Linked DNA regions of Oryctolagus cuniculus: region 1 is linked to region 2. Evidence: chromatin contacts called from public Micro-C data. All regions are on one chromosome and are shown on one strand. The core of a region is the stretch at or near the end of the contact, and the rest is flanking DNA. Distances in the headings are between cores, read along the strand shown.

Evidence for each region. A called contact is a pair of places that touch in the nucleus more often than the background predicts.
Region 1: a contact with region 2 is called in a Micro-C map of ear pinna, with 3 times the contacts expected there. The contact joins the enhancer-like site here to the promoter of POLR3C in region 2. A contact is called at or near these places in 2 of 6 Hi-C or Micro-C datasets (ear pinna and liver).

What each region holds. Positions count from the first base shown.
Region 1 is chr7:49,155,781-49,161,268 of mOryCun1.1, forward strand. No RefSeq gene overlaps it. Among named protein-coding and RNA genes, the nearest start is that of PDZK1, 36 kb to the right of the region's middle. Within about 2 kb of position 1,576, at least 1 of the 8 cell types and tissues checked has an H3K27ac peak or open chromatin away from gene starts, as enhancers often do. A contact at or near this core is called in ear pinna, where this site is marked.
Region 2 is chr7:49,063,527-49,069,105 of mOryCun1.1, forward strand. POLR3C (RNA polymerase III subunit C) reads right to left here and starts at 2,314. Exons shown (of 15, transcript XM_008264551.4): 1 at 2,175-2,314. It overlaps RNF115 (ring finger protein 115), which reads left to right and starts at 763. Exons shown (of 10, transcript XM_008264550.4): 1 at 763-1,034.

The DNA of each region.
Region 1 (5,488 bases), core at 326-2,825, 92 kb after region 2:
GGATTGCTCCCAGTGTTTGAAATAGCATGCTTGTCTGATACAGATGATGTTCTAAAGTTTTGGTCTCTCATACCTGCCACAGACAAGTGGAATTACAGGCGTTAAACTTTTTTTTTTTTTTCAAATTTTTTTAAAGATGTATTTATTTATTTGAAGGAGTTACGAGAAGGGTAGGGGTTTGGGGTGGAGATGAATTATTCTTCAGTCTGCTGATTCAGTCCCCAAATGGCCACAATGGCAGGGGCTGGGCCAGGCCCAAGCCAGGAGCCAGAAACTCCATCCAGGTCTCCAACTTCGGTGCCAGAGACACCCATACTTGAGCCATTTTCCACTGCTTTTCCAGGCACACTAGCAGGGAGCTGGGACTTGCAGGGGGAAGCTTAACCCACTGCACCACAACACTGGCCCCTGTTCAATTCTATTTTCTTTTATTATTATTATTTATTTATTTGAAAGGCAAAGTTAGAGAAAGATCTGGGGCTGGGCTGGCTGAAGCCAGGAGCCCGAAGTACGTCCAGATCGCCCAGGTGGGTGACAGGGGCCCAAGCACTTGGGCTGTCCTCTGCTTCCTTCCCAAGTGCATGAGCAGGGAGCTGGATCAGCCCTGTGGGATGCCAGCCTCACCGCCGGCAGCTTAACCCTCCACGCCACATTTCCAGCCCTCTTTTTAAAAAAAAGATTTATGCCTATCTAACTCATAATACTTTATACCAACTTTATTTTTGCCGCTAAATGACATTTAGATGTATCCTAGCTCGTGCGTCCTTTCTGCAGGTTTTTCTATGTAGACTATGATTAGTATATCCAATGGGTGAAACCTCTCATGTAGTTGGATCTGTCTTCTTTGGCAGACTTCCAATGATAGTGTAATGTTCAGTAGTTTCAGAAGACTGGAAAGTAAAATGCAAAAGACATCTCTACCCATGGGAGTGTAATTTAGTTAGAAACAATCTAACGTTCATAACAGGTAGAGAAAGGTTGAAGGGAATGTGAAACAGCAGACAGCTTTGGAGACCCAGAGGTCCAAATTCACGTGGCTCTGGGTCCTAGACCCAGAATCTCATTTGACCCTCAGAACCGTCCCGTGGACACAGAAAACAGGAGGTGACAGCCTCTCTCACTGATAGATAAGCAGAAGTGGCATCTGAAAACTTCACTTTCCCAAGGACATAGAGCTGGTAGGTTGCAAGCCAAACTGAATCCCAGCTGTCCCAGCCTTCTCTCTGCTGGTTCCCACAGCCCCAGCTCCCCCACTGAATCCTGGCCAAGCAGCACTGGGAAGAGGTCTTTTGATGGCTTGCCACTTAACTGCGCCTAAATCGCCCTCTCTTATTAATACCTTGGTCTCCAGTGTGAATGTGGCCCCTCCTCTATCTCACTATCACAGGAGGTCCTCTATCCAAAGACAGGAGGGTTTGTGAGTTCAGGAGGGACGATAAAAGGCTGCAGATACTGCTGTGGGCATTTATTTAAACAAAGACAAATGATCAGAGAAAGCTGGGGCGTCCTCAGTTGAAGCAGTTAAAAGCTGGGGCCACCTGTTCCGCGCGGATCTTCCTCCATCGGTGCTGTGTGGGTGCTGTGTGGGTACTGCTGAACCCCGAGGTCTCACACCAAGTCAGTGGCCGGCGCCGGCTCTCTTCCACTACTCTCCTCCCTGGCTTTGCTTGTTTCCTCTCTCTTTTCCTATACAGGGTTAAATAAAAATGTCTTCCAAAAACTAAAATACACAAATTGGTGTTCTCGTTTTGTTTGACTTGGCTTTGTTGGCAAGCGGCTGGGGAGGAGGCAAAGCGGCGCAGTACAGAAAACAATCGGAATTTGTTGAGAAGCGCGTGCGTGCTGGGGTGTGGACGGCGGGGTGCGCCTGCGTGGTCGCGGAGGCCGGGGGGGGGGGTTACCCCACTTGGTGTGCCCACGTCTCCTCTTCCTTTTCTGGGCGTGTTGCCGTAGAGGAGTCTCCAAGTTAAACAGAGGCATATTTATCTTGGCTCTAGCTTGTTTTAAAGTTTCTTTTTGACTCAAGGCTTACAAAACTGGAAAGAAAAAGAAAAGCTTGGGTTACGGCTTCACAACTTGGAAAGCAATAAAATCCCTGATGTGGTATGGAGCTGCCCTGTCCAGGGCTGGTGTGTGAGAGGCTAGCGTGAGTAAAGGAGACATGGGAGAGGAAGGTAGGAGCAGGTGATGTGTGTTGGCTCCGATGGCCCAAGCCTGGGCTGTAGTCTTGGGCGATTCTAACCCTGAAGGGAGTGGGGCGGGAGCCAGCCTCGGACACCTCCTTGCTGTAAGGTGGGACAAAGAAGAAATAGGTGCCACTCAAAAAGTGGGAGGTCGGTTTTCCACCTGTGGCCCTGTGTGGTTGGCACAGCGGCAGGGCAAAGCTGGTGGATGGACCCCGCTTTCATGAGCCGGGGGCAGCACAGAGATCCAGGGGACGCCTTCGATTTTCTCACATGAAACCATGATAACCTGACTCGTGTGGTCTCTCTGGGCCTGAGAAAACGTGGACTTTTTTTCCTCACACTGCCTCTTGCGTGGTTTGACTAAAAGCCTCGAGGAGGAAGACAGAAAGGAGGCTCCTGAGAACTGTGTAATCAGATAGGTAGCTCGGGTTCTTCTTACTCTGCTTGAATAGCGGGGAAAACAAATAGGTGGAGTCAGAACTCCATTCTTTTCACCTGCCTGAAAAAGAAAAAAGCTCAGATGTATATGCGTATGCGGCCGTAGGATTGCTTGGGAGTCAGACGCGGTGCCGGGTAGCAGGTTGTGTGGCCGGACGGCCTCCTCCCCTCTGTTGCAGTTCTCATTATACATGGACAACTAAGATGTCCTGCAAACAACAGCCTAAGGGAGTGTAGATTCAACAGAAAGGAATCAAGCCTAAAGGGTCAGACTGCTTGACATTCGCGTTTCCCAAGGAAAGGTGGAACCCTTTTACCTTTGACAGGTCCAGACAAGGGCTCTGCTTTGTTCTGAGGATTACAGTGAAGGGGTCATTTTGCTGTTCTGTTTCTGGAAATGGGAGGGAGTGAAGGGGGAGGGAGAGGGGCTGTGCATACAGAGTGAGTCACAGGGAGCTAAGCTGTCGGAACGGGAAGGACCCGTATTCCCGCGAAGGGCAGCATTTCCGCTGCTACGTGCCCGTTTCGTGGTGAGTAAGGGGGTACTTGCTTAGAAGAGTTGTCTGAGGTTAGAATTGCCTGTGTAGGCCAGCTTACTGCTATGGCCCGGGAGTGCAGTGGAGGATGACCCAAGTACTTGGGCCCTGCACCCCATGGGAGACCAGGATAAGTACCTGGCTCCTGCCATCGGATCAGTGTGGTGTGCCGGCTGCAGCGCGCTGGCTGCGGTGGCCATTGGAGGGTGAACCAAGGGCAAAGGAAGACCTTTCTCTCTGTCTCTCTCTCACTGTCCACTCTGCCTGTAGAAAAAAAAAAAAAAAAGATTTGCCTGTGTAAAGCATCCAACTCACAAGTTCTTTAACGAGAGCCTACTGTACAGCTGGTCCTGTCTTTACTGGGTCAAACAAGACGAAAGTCCCTGCGTTTCGAGCTTGTCTTCTGGTGGCACTCACGTAGAGGCAGCTCCTGATTTGAGGAATGCCGAAGTCACATGGAATTAGAATGCCAAGGGCAGGCAAAAGCCGGCATCAGGTTCTCGTTACATGCGAGAGCATAATGGCAAATGATTGGCAGCTCCGATTTTCTGGCTTTGTAACGGGAAGACTGATCAATGGAGCTCGGGGGCCTGAGCTACAAGTGTTTGATGTCCTCATCGGCCTTTGTTGGGGAGCTGCATTGTCCAGAACCCACCTGCAGACCAAGAATGTCTCTGGCCTCTTTCGTCTTGGCCACAGACCTGTTGCCCCGGTTGGCAGCCATTGGCTCCCCCATGAGTAGAGGCCGCTGTACTCACTTGCCTCTCCCTCTGGGCCCCTTGTCCAGTCTTCCCTCCAGGAGAAGAGCCAGGGTGGCAGAGGTGTGGCACTGGCATCGCTTGGGGCTGATGGCTCCTCCGCACCTACCTTGAGGGACCACCAGGCTGGTGAGCAGCAGCATGCAGATCTGTGCTGGCAGGAAACCTGTCCTGGGAACACCCGCATTGTGGCTGAACGCAGGGTGTTGACTGGGCTTCAGGCCTGTCACTGTGTAGTTCCCTGTCTCTGGTTCAGAGAGAAGCATGGGTCAGGGGAGGGTGTCACAAATCATCAGTACCTCCTCTCGCATCATCTCAGAGCATCGCTTTATGACCTCCCAGGGTATCTCCCAGCATAATTCATTGCCCAAGTATTTTAACCTTTGTGGGTGATGAGGGTGATGGACCTATTGGGTGTCAGACACTGGGGCTAACTGCACATAGACTTCAAGGAATTGGAGTTTTGCCCGAAAGACAACTGAAGTAGCCTCATCATTTATACTCAAGATCCAGTTACAAGCCATTTACTGGAGAGAGGCAAGCAACTTTTAGTGTAAGGTGAAATCTTGGACTTTGGAATGGAGCTGGATTTTTATCCATCATTTGCTTAGACCAATTATCCTTGAGCCTGAGTTGTCACAGGACAGTAATAGTACCTACTTCAGAAGGCCATAGACATGAAATGAAATAGCACTTACTGCTCGGCACACTGGAAACAGTCAGTGCCAGACACTGCTTCTTAATATTGCCCGTCACCTGTCTATGACTAGTTTCACCTGACAAAGAACCTTATAACCACATTTGGGGATCATCTAAATGTGCTGACTCTGATGCTTAAATATGCTTAAAAAGGCTGTCTTAGGGAGAACCATCACAAGTAGAAACATTCAGGGGGCTGACACTGTGCCAGAGTAGGCTAAACTTCTGCCTATGGCATCAGCATCCCATATGGATGCAGGTGCTAGTCCTGGCTGCTCCTCTTCAATCCAGCTATCTGCTATGGCCTGGGAAAGCAGTAGAAGATGGCCCAAGCCCTTGGGCCCCTGCACCCACATGGAAGACCTAGAAGCTCCTGGCTCCTGACTTCAGTCTGGCCCAGCTCTGGCCATTGTGGCCATCTGAGGAATGAGCCAGCAGATGGAAGATCTCTCTCTCTCTCTAATTTTTTTAAAGATTTATTTATTTGAAAGTCAGATTTGCACATAGAGAAAGAGAGGCAGAGAGAAAGAGAGAGGTCTTCCATCTGCTGGTTCACTCCCTAGTTGGCCACAATGGCCAGAGCTGCGCTGATCCGAAGGCAGGAGCCAGGAGCTTCTTCCAGGTCTCCCATGCTGATGCAGGGGCCCAAGGACTTAGGCCATCTTCTACTGCTTCCCCAGGCCATAGCAGAGAGCTGGATCGGAAGTGGAGCAGCTGAGACTTAAACCAGCACCCATATAAGATGACGACACTGCAGGCAGCGGCTTTACCCGCTATGCCACAGTACCAGCCCCAATCTATTTTTTTTTTTTTTAAAGAAACATTCAGGTCATGTCAGTGTGAATCCCAGATTATAAGGGCTATGTTGTAC
Region 2 (5,579 bases), core at 1,064-3,563:
AAAAGACAACTGAGAAAAAGAAATCGGGAGATAAAGGAGAGCTTCTACACAGCGTGTTCAGCACAGGAGATGAAGTTACATTGTGGGTAGGGCAGAATTTAATTCTGACAAAGGCGACACAAACAGAAACGGACGCAGTTGGCTTTATGATTTCTTTCTTACCACTGCTGCTACCACTGTTCATTTATTTCTCCCAACTCCTTGGAAGCCACGTCTTTGTGCCCCGGCCTCAGGATCACCCGAGACCTAGTTCACCCATTCACTTGCCCTGACTCTGCGCCAGCCCTGGACGGGATTTACAAGACGCTTGGCTCCCGCTCCTGCACTCCCTTCACGCAGGCTCCCCTTCCGGTCCTGGTCTCTCTGTTCAGATCCAAGCCCGCTGGTTCAGACAGCATTTTCCACTAACCTCAGGGTCAACCAAGCCAGGGGCTGCAAACCAAACGCCGCCGAGGTCCCCACGTCGGCTTCCTGCGGCACCCGCGAGCCGCCAGGGCAGAGGGGGAGCCCACGGCCCTCTCTCGGAAGAGGATGGCCGCAGGGGCAGGACGCCGAGAGGGCGAAAAACGTGCGCCGCTCTACCCCAGAGTGTCGGTGGTTTCCGGGACGCTCTTTCTCTCTCTTCTCGCTGGAAGGTCGGAGGACCGGCCGGGGGCTGTCTGAGCAGCCGGCGGGCGGGCGGGCCGCGGGGTGCGGACGCGCCTTCCTGCGCTCTTCCGTGCCGGGGGCGGGCCGCGGGTTCGCCGTCCGCGCCGCCGCCTCGCTGGGCCCGGCGGGCTCACGTGACCGAGGCGGGCTGTGCTGTGGAGCGGCGGGCCGCGCTGAGGCGGTGGTGGCGGTGGCGGCTGCGGCGGCGACCGCAGCCCGGGACGTAGCGGCCTGGTGAGGGACAGACCGCTCGCCCTGTCGGACAGCCGCGGCGGAGGAGAAAAATGGCGGAGGCTTCGGCGGCCGGTGCGGACGCGGGCGCCGCCGTAGCCGCGCACCGGTTTTTCTGCCACTTTTGCAAGGGCGAGGTCAGCCCCAAACTACCGGTAAGAGCCCCGTTTCCTTTGCGTCTGGCTCCTGCTTAGATGCCTGGCCCCGATGTCCCGGAATTGGGTCTTAAGCCTCTCGTATCCACCTGACTCCCCTGACATCGGTCACCCGAGTACCTGCCGTCCACTGTCCCCGGTGCCTGGCCCCTACCCTGCAGCGTCACGGCCCTGGCTCCCTTCTTCCAGCCCAGCCCTTGTTCCCGGCTAGACTGCTTCACCTGCCCCTCGCTGCCTCTCTGCGCTTGGCCTGTGTCCCCTCCATCTTTTTGTCTTGCTCAGCAAGTTCTCCTCTGACAACTTTCCCCTGAATCTTCTCGCCCTCTTCACCTTGTCCGCTCCTCGCCGTGACCTCCCCTCCCCCAGTACTCTTTCCTCTGCTGCTCCTCGCCTTCCTCCGATTCCCTTTCCCACTTTTCGCCAGATCTTCCCGCTTCCCCCGCCTCGCTGGAGAAACATAGCGGATTGCTGAGGCTTGTCCCTGTTCGGTGGTCTCTAGGGACGAGCCAGGGGTGGGAGGTAACTGGGGAGAGGGGGTTTTGCCCTTCTCCTGGGGTTCATGTGAAAGTGAAAACAGCGGTGTCCTGATGACTTGCAGAGTGCCCGGCGCTCCTCTGACTGTCGGAGGCGAGGGCTTTGGGAAGCAGGCAGGAAGCTGTTGGAACTTAGTTTATGTGGGTTGTCCGCTTGCGGGTGTCTTCAGTGCCGCCTCCCTTACCGACCACCCCCCACCCCCGTCACTCAAGAAGAAGATCCAGGACAGATGTTGGGGACCGCTTCCTCTTACATCAGATTGGTGGTTTGTTTTTTTTTTTTAAACCAGTTTCTGCCAGACTGTCTCTTAGCCCCTAGAGAGGTAGTGCTGTGGTATGTAAAGAAAACACTTCCACCAGCGCCTGGGGCCCCAAACCCAGAAGCTGCTTTGGGTTGGGTTTTAGCTCCTGTGGGGAGCCCCAGCAGGGTGAATGTTAATCCTACCTTTGGCTGGCTGTCTTTAAATAATTAGTCTTTAGACAGTGGCTGCAGAACAGCTTCCCTGTGTATTACAGTGTCTCATGCAGTCTAGAAGCCCCACTGAAGTGTGTGTCCCCATCTCTTATTTCTTAGAAACACAATGGAGTCCAGTGAGTCAACACTTACCGGGTATTTGAGAGCCTTTTCACCTGACAAGTTGTGTTTTGATGGCATTTTCTGGTTTCTCTATTTGCTCCCACTGCACGATCATAGTTTCATCTCAGTGCTCCTGGCTTTGCCTGCTGATTTTGGTGTGTGTTTATGTGCGTTTTGGCATATTTCACCGTTGGGAAGAGCAGGTGCCTTGTGCTTTTCCAACAGACATCAGAGCCTCCAGAATTCTCTAACTACAGAGAGGCAGTTTGGAACGCAGCCCTGGTGTGTGTGACTGGCGACAGGTCGCTGACTGCGCCCTTTGCTCTTCGGATCTTTAAGTCGCTGTTCATTATTTTGCCTTCAAGAGGGAGAAGACTTGGTTTCAGTTTCCACAACTTATTATCTTTTTTTTCCCTTATCATCTAAAGTCCTAACTTCAAAGGGATAATATGAAAGGTTTTATAGATGTTTTTCTTATTCTTAGCTGCCTGGAGAAGTTCTTGGGGTTTTTAGTCTGATTTATTATTTGTTGTGCGTGAATTGTAAATTGAGACACAGTTGAATGTGCTTCCTACTCATGTGCAGTGTTTTCTGCTGGATGTCCTGGGTGACATGGGAGAATATGTAGTTTTTTAAATAATGTTTGTCCTGCTGTTTATCAGGTTTATGATTGCAGACTAGTGCCATGCTCTTTTATTTATTTGAAAGGTAGAGTTACAGAGAGAGGAGAGACAGAGGTAGAGAGAGGGGTCTTCCATCCACTGGTTCATGCCCCAGATGGCTGCAATGACCAGGGCTGGCCCAGGCCAAAGCCAGGAGCTAGGAGCTTCTTCTGTGTCTCCCACGAGGGGAGGGTCCCAGGGCTTTGGGCCATCTTCAGCTGCTTTCCCAGGCACATTAGCAGAGAGCTGATTGGAAGTTCAGCAGCCAGGTCTCAAACAGGGGCCTATATGGATTGTCAGCACTGCAGGCTGCAGCTTAGCCCACTGTGCCATAGCACTAGCCCCAGAATATGTAGTTCTTGCCCTTAAGGATCTCACAGTTTCTTTGGGAAGACAAGGCAGACATGGAAAAAGGTAACAATGTAGTCATGTATTCCCCTAATCTACAGGAATATGTTCCAAGAAACAAGAACTGTACTATCAGGCGATTTTTGTTTTTGTGTGAACATCAGAGTATATACTTAACCAACTAAGACCACTGTGTCACTAGGTGGTACGATAATGGAGCCACCATTGCATATATGATCCACTGTTGACTAAAACGTTGTTACATGGAGCATGACTGTAAAGTGGATGAGGATGCACTTTAGAATTCAGAGAGGCGGCTGGCATTGTGGTGCAGCAGGTTAAGCCACCGCCTGCCCCAGCACACAGTTCAAGACCCTTCTGCACCTCTTCTTAGGAGGCTTCCTGATAATGTGTCTGGGAAGACAGTGGAAGATGTTCCAAGTGCTTGGTTCCCAGCCACCCATGAAGGAGATCAGGATGGAAGTTTTAGCTTCAGCCTGGCCCTTCGCTGGCTATTGCAGCCATGTTGGGAGTAAACCAGCAGATGGAAGATTTCTCTTTCTCCATTTCTTCCTCTGTCACTCTGCCTTTGAAATAAATAAATTTAAAAAAATCAGGCGTATGGTGGTGTTGGTGTGGGTAGGGAAGGTATGACAGACAAGGTGGGATTTAAATTGAATTTTGAAGGGTAGGTGGAATTCAGATTGAGAATACCAGAGACTGGGAGGTGGAAAAAGGAAGAACAAGTTGAGGAAGAAGGGAAAAACATTTAGTAAATTGTTGGTTTTTTAAATTGACAAGTGAAATACTTTGCATACATATATTGCATTGTAGAATGGCTAAATCAAACTAACATGGATTACCTCACAAGCATCATTTTTTGGGGATGAGAGCTCTTCAAATCTGTCTTTGCAATATTAAAATGTACAATATATTGTTATTAATTGTAGTCATCACGTACAGTAGTGACTCATTGTTCTGCGCTTTTGGGAAAAGGCTCAGCGAGGTCAGGATTGTGTGAGTCAGTGAGTTTCATCTTTCATGGCCGTTTTTATGTACTTAATCTCATAGAATTGTCATGAACGTGTTGGCCATAAGAAAGACCAGGTCGGTAAGTGGCTGGTTCAGTGCGGATCTGAAAAGCCAGTTCAAACACTGGTAAATTTGTATTAGGAGCTCTGTGTGTATAAACACACATATGCTAACATTACTTTTTTTTAACTTTCATTTATTTATTTTTATTTTATTTGCAAGGCAGAGAGGCAGAAAGAGAAATAGAGACAGATGGACAGAGAGTGATCTCCTGTCTTCTGGTTCACTTCCCAATGCCTGCAACTGCCAGGGATGGGCTAGGCTACGGTGGAGTCCATTGTCCAGTCTAGGTCTCCCATGTGGGTGGCAGGGGCCCAAGCACTTGGACCATCTTCTGCTGCTTTCCCAGGGGCATTAGCAAGGAAGCTGGATCAGAAGCCATTACACTGGTTCCCCAAATTTTTATTGGAGAGGCAGGAAGTGGAGAAGAGAGAGAGACAAAGAGGGAGAGAGAAGGAAAAGGGTAAGTAGAGACATAGAGAGAGCTCCATATTACCCCATCTCCCAGGGTCTGCACTAACAAGAAACTGCATTCAGGAGCCAGAGGCAGGAATTGAACTCAGGCACTCTGATGTGGGACATGGTCATGGTGTCTTGGATGCTGGGCTAAGTGCCCATCTCCACATCGTGTTTTAAGGAGCTGTTACTTGGTTTCTTTACACATTCAGTAGGAAGAACTACTTCAGAGCTGGTCATCTCTTGCTGTTTTATTCACCATAGTACAGAGCCATAAGTGTTCTCAATGGGCTCGGGGTACAGGATTTTACAACACTTATTTCTTCTCCCTTCCCCAATTCCTAGGATTATAGCACTTCTAGATACATTTGGGTAAGTGAAAACTTACCCAAGGTGCATCTCTGAAACATCCTTAGGTTTTTATTTATCGTTTTTCTGATCCTGTTTGAATGGTTCAGTTTTTCTATTTACAGCAAAAATAATTTTACTGAAATTTAGTGTATAATCTCAAGTCCCCAGATTTCACATTTATACATGAGTGGATAAAATGGCATTGCAATTTTTTTTTGGCATCAAATGATAGAAGAAATACCTGGCCGGCACCGCGGCTCAATAGGCTAATCCTCCGCCTTGCAGCGCTGGCACACCAGGTTCTAGTCCTGGTAAGGGCGCCAGATTCTGTCCCAGTTGCCCCTCTTCCAGGCCAGCTCTCTGCTGTGGCCTGGAAGTGCATTGGAGGATGGCCCAAGTGGTTGGGCCCTGCACCCCATGGGAGACCAGGAGAAGCACCTGGCTCCTGCCTTCAGATTGGCACAGTGTGCCTGCCACAGCACACCAGCCGCAGCGGCCATTGGAGGGTGAACCAACGGCAAAGGAA